2 separate regions of the Sus scrofa genome follow, and region 2 is linked to region 1. A link is a contact called in public HiChIP or PLAC-seq data. All regions are on one chromosome and are shown on one strand. The core of a region is the stretch at or near the end of the contact, and the rest is flanking DNA. Distances in the headings are between cores, read along the strand shown.

Region 1 (2,763 bases), core at 107-2,606:
AAAGCCTCCAAACAGCAATAGAAACGCATGAACGAATGTACTTAAACAATCCAGCCCTCCCCAGCCCACCTCTTCTTATTTTAGTCCTTCCAATTGAGTCATGAAACTCGCACAAAGACATCAAGAAGTCCCTGCTGTTCTGTCCCCAAGTCAGCGAACGGAAGACGTGTCCCCTTTATTATCTTCAAAAAGTGAAATCTAAGTGCCTGGGTGGAAGGGAGGAGGTAGGGTCTCACATGTTTGGGCGTCAGTTTGGGTCTACGAGTGTGCCTGTTATTATTTTTAAATTAATTACCAAGCAGTTATGGAATAATGTTTTAAAAGATGGGGAAAATTAGGCTGTAGGGTAACAATAATTCTCTCGAGTGAAGGACCCTCTCCAAATAAGTATTCATTCATTGGGCACCTGTGTAACTTGAAGTTTAGAGTAAATTTTTGAGGAAATACCGAGCGTATCAGGAGTTATTCCAATGCAAAGGGCAAATATCGCTAAAATAATTTTTTTTTAAAGAAAAAACGCTCCATACTTTACAGTCAATGCCTAGAGGGAGGGCAGACCGCGAGCGCAAAAACACGCGGAGACACCTGACCTTGCCCACAAGTCGAACAGTTCGGCACCCCTCCCCCGAGCTTCCCCGGGAGCCGGTTCACGCCATCCCAAGTGCTCAGTCTGCCTGTTCCCAGCACCTGCCTGGCAGGGACATGGGAATCTCCACGGAAGACGAACGGGTCTGAAAGGAGGCGGCCTCGGAAACGCAGAGGCCCGGGAGAAAAGGATTCCTAGTGGAAAAGGAGGACAGGACCTTCGGGGAGGATGAGGCCGGGCGGCTAGGGGCTCGGGAAGACACGGCTGGGGAGGACGACGGGGGCATAGCGGGGGGAGGAGTGAGGAGGACCCAGATGAGGTGAGAGGTCGGCGGCCTCCGGCGGGCAGCCTACAGGGAAGACCGGAGGGGCTGGGAGGCCCGGGAGGCCTGGGGGCGCGGAGGGAGGACGGCAGGGGCAGGGGCTGCGGTGGCCGCGACCAGCCCCAGCGCGCGGACTCACGTTCTCCCACCAGCAGGATCCGCACGTCTTTCTTCATGTCGGCGGCTCGCAGGGGCCGAGCTCGGCCCGCACGCATGGAGCGGACTGCTCTCGCCGGGAGCGCCCAGCCCGCGGCGCCGCTCTCCCCGCGCTGCCGGCGCCGCCCCGCCCGAGCCTCGACCGCCCCGGCCTGCCGCGCCGCCTCCTCGGCTGCTTCCCCGCTCGCGAGCCGGGACAGCGCCAGCTCCGCCTCCTCCGGCTCCGCGGGCGGCGGCGGCGGCGGCGGCGGGGCCGACGGGGAGCCGCGAGGGACAAGCGCTTTCGGAACGCGAACGCTCTCGGAGCGGGAGCCGCGCCCCCGCGGTCAGGCTCTCCGCAGGGCATCGCCAGGGAGTCTCGCCCATCCTCCTCCGGGAACATCGGCTTTGGACGGGGAGTTTGAGTAGCAGAGTGTTACCCACTGACCCTATTTCTTTTACAAAATATGAGCAGGAGAATTTCCTTGTCTAACTAAGGTCACACAACTAGAACTTGGCAGTGTGACTCACGGCGGGCATATTCTCGCCAAACTATATAAACTCCAGGCGGGTGGCGACCTGTCTACCTGGTTTTCAGCAGCATTCCCCACCTTATCGGACAAAGCCCTCAGAAAGCGCTTGTTTGCGTAAAAGATGACTACATCCCTAGACAGAGTCCTTTCCACTACCCAGAGCCCACCACTCTAGCAGCCTTTTATCTGTGATGTTTATAAAATACGATTCTAAATAATGAGATTAGTTTCTGCACTACGTAAACATTCATTTCTTTGCAACCAAACTAAGTGATTTCCTCCCTCTTCGTGGTCTACTTTTACACAGGGTCTTCTGATACTTCTCCATACGTTATAGGTTTGCCCAGCGCAGGACTGGGCACATTGGTGGCACAGGATAATAAACCCTTACTGATTTTTCTGATGTTGCCTTAATTTCCTCCTGACTCTCTCAGTCTGGAGGAATTTGTTGCCATATCTCTAATGCTTGAGCAGTGCTTGGCATACAGTGGGAGATAGATGGATAGATGGATGGATAGATACATATGGAAATATATAGAATAAATGAGGAAATTCACTGTGCATAATGTGCCTTTTATCTTAAATATTGAAAAATGATTTTTTTAAGGAAATAAAATGCACACAGTACCAATCCCCTTTTCTGCTAGGAGAACCCCAGTCGTCTGGTGCAGCAGTTAAGAGCTGCTGATAAACTGCTTAGGCTTGACTCCAGAGCCCATCACCTAATAGTTATGTGATCCAGAGCAGGTTATTTGACTTCTCAAGCCTGCCCCTTCTTCTCTAACAGGGCAATAATGATCATATTACCTACCTACTCAAGTTGTTGTGAAAAATAATTAAGATAATAAATAAACACCAAGCATTTGGAATAGTGCCAGACTCAGTACTTGGTTTACTGATAGCTGTGCTTACTATCTTAAAGGTCACTGAAAAGCTGAAAACCACAAATTTTGAGGCAAATTCCTTGTTATGTTTACAACAGTATTTCACCATCTTTGTTATAATGATATCCCAAAGGAGCACAGGGGTGGAAGCCCTTCCAGAAAACGCTCTCACTGTGGTGAAAGGAGGAAGACAGGAAAGACGTACTTCTCTGCTCACTGAGGGCTTGATGGCCTGATCTTTTCAGGGAAAGTATTCCTCAGAATGTTAATATTACAGAGTGTTTGAGGAGTTCCCATTGTGGT
Region 2 (2,763 bases), core at 84-2,583, 280 kb after region 1:
TGAATCTGAGCCACAGCTGGCACTCCAGCCACAGCTGTGGCAATGCAGGCTCCTTTAACCTGGTGGGGATACATCCGCACCCAGCAGCTGCAGTTGGATTCTTAATCCACTGCTGCAGCAGGAACTCCTTATTGATTTGATTTTTACTTGGGTAACTTCCAAATTTTTCAATACCAAGAATCTCTCTTCTACTTTTTTTTTTGTTTGTTTGTTTTTTGGTCTTTTGTCTTTTTAGGGCCACACCCGCAGCATATGGAGGTTCCCAGGCTAGGGGTCTGATTGGAGCTGTTGCCTCTGGCCTACACCAGAGCCACAGCAATGCCGGATCTGTGCTACGTCTGCGACCTACACCACAGCTCACGACAACGCTGGATCCTTGACCAACTGAGTGAGGCCAGGGATGGAACCCGCAACCTCTTAGTTCCTAGTCGGATTCATTTCCACTGCGCAATGACAGGAACTCCCAAGAATCTCTCTTCTAAAAAAAGCATACATGGGTATATATATGTACATATACATATGTGTGTATATATATATCTGATTGGCCACTCAGGTCCATGTTCTGAAAGATCTCAGCTACAAAACCAGTATAGTTATTTAAATAATAAAAGTGTTTCCGCATTAAAAAGTAATCAGAGGCGTTCCCGCCGTGGCACAGCGGAAGTGAATCCGACTAGGAACCATGAGGCTGCAGGTTTGATCCCTGGCCTGGCTCAGTTTAGGATCCGGTGTTGCCGTGAGCTGTGGTGTAGGTCGCAGACGCAGCTCGGATCTGACGGATCTGGCGTTGTTGTGCCTCTGGCATAGGCCGGCGGCTGCAGCTCCGATTGGACCCCTAGCCTGGGAACCTCCACATGCCCTGGGTGCGGCCCTAAAAAGACAAAAAGAAAAAAAAAAAAAGATTTTAATTGGCACGTGAAAAACCAGTATTATCACACTGATTTACTGAATCTAGTCGAAAGCAAAGACATAGTGTTTGGGATAGCCTGATTCATTTTAGCTCTCCTTACAATTTTCATTACGACTCTGAGATTTTTACCAGAATTTTACAATATCCTTTATCTTCCCCCTGGTTTGTTTGTATTTTGGTTCTTGTTGGAAAGCAGAATAAAAGGACCAATATCTTGCAAAAAATGTATTTCATGCCTCTAGACCCCGAGGTGTTGTTTGCGATCCCGGCCCAAGTCTATCCTCTTGCATATCTAGCCCCATCCTCGCCCAGTCCCTCAAGCCGGGGCGGGGTGCCTCACTGCAACCTCATCGTCAGCCACCAGGAGGAGAGAACGGCCCCAGGAACCCAGGGACCCAGTCCTTTGGTGGAGGCGGCGGAAGCGGAAAAGGCGGGACCTAGGGCGCACGTTACGACCTCACGTGCGAGCGTTAAAACCGAGTCTCCGGAATAGAAGGTGGATGTTTCCTGAGCGTGTTGGCTGTGAGCGGGTCCCCTGTGGGTTGTAGAATTCCGACTTCATGGCGGAGATAATTCAGGAACGCATAGAGGATCGACTCCCCGAATTGGAACAGCTGGAGCGCATTGGACTGTTCAGTCGTGCGGAGATTAAGTGAGAGCCGAGGAAGAGAAGAAGTGGGGCGGGCAGCGGGGAGGCTGGGGCGTGTGTGTGGCGGCGGGCAGGGATGCGGGAGCACTTGGGTGGTGTTTATTTTTCCTAATATGGCAGAAACACATTTCCGGTATTTGATGATACCCAGAATTAATTTCTCATTCATTGCGTGATGATCGGACTATTTACACCCCTCCCCCCAACAAACTGACACCTCCTCTTGGAGCCAGGTCTTGGAGCTTTGAAGGTGGTGGAAAACCAGGATCTCTGCCCGGCAGGAGCTTACGGCCCTCTGTGTGGTGCGGGACACTGATATGTGAAACGTTTTGGTTATAGTGCTGTATTGTAAGTGTAGGTGCTGGTTGTAGTACAGTGTCCTGCCCAAGAGATGCGAACAGTGCCGAGGGAACCCGGGAGGAGTAGATAAATCTAAAGACTTGAAGATGGGGTCCATGTAATTCAGCTTCGTTTTCTACCCTGGGGCTTAGCCAACAAAGTGGTATATAGTTGTCATTCATTAATTTGTTAAAATTAATAGTTTTTAATGGTTTCCTGCGACTATTTCTTTGTTTTACAATGACTGCGAATGTAGTACTGTGACTATGGGAACCTTAAACATTTGTTAAAGAAACACAACATATTGTGGACTCTTCATTAATTGCTCAGTAAATATTGTTACCATTAATTTGAGATGATTATTGGTCATGCAAATCTTGCATTAAATCCTCCTGATATACACATATTGTTCATTCCTTAATTAGATACAGTGAATCTCCTCTCAGTAGCCCTTTGCTGTAATGATATAGGTAGAGACAACCTAGGTTTTGTTTTTTTTTTCCTTAAATGTTGAAAATTCAGAAGTCAGCAGAGTTTAGGAAAGAAATTTGATTGTTATTGAAATTCAAGTGGCCTGAATTTGGAGGAAAAGAAATCTTCACTAATACCACATAAAGTACCACTAATATCATTTACTTTGCTGGTGGGCATGTCAGTGGTCCTGGCAATCAATAGAGATTCTCATGAAAGGTTAAAATACATCCTGGATGCTCTTAAGAACACAGAAGTCCTGAAACTAATGTAATATTGTAAATCAACTATATATATATATATATATTTTTTTTTTTTTGTCCTTTTTTTGGCTTTTTCTGGGGCTGCTCCCGTGGCATATGGAGGTTCCCAGACTAGGGGTCGAATCGGAGCA

Evidence for each region. HiChIP or PLAC-seq counts read pairs in DNA pulled down with a chosen protein or histone mark.
Region 2: a contact with region 1 is called in an H3K27ac HiChIP or PLAC-seq map of alveolar macrophages. The contact joins the promoter of UTP6 here to the promoter of RHOT1 in region 1. A contact is called at or near these places in 1 of 5 promoter capture datasets (liver) and 1 of 2 datasets of contacts at active chromatin or transcription factors (alveolar macrophages).

Annotation. Positions count from the first base shown.
Region 1 is chr12:42,782,115-42,784,877 of Sscrofa11.1, forward strand. RHOT1 (mitochondrial Rho GTPase 1) reads right to left here and starts at 1,357. Exons shown (of 20, transcript XM_013989961.2): 1 at 1,048-1,357. The coding sequence starts at 1,123.
Region 2 is chr12:43,060,246-43,063,008 of Sscrofa11.1, forward strand. UTP6 (U3 small nucleolar RNA-associated protein 6 homolog) reads left to right here and starts at 1,334. Exons shown (of 19, transcript XM_003131746.4): 1 at 1,334-1,562. The coding sequence starts at 1,471.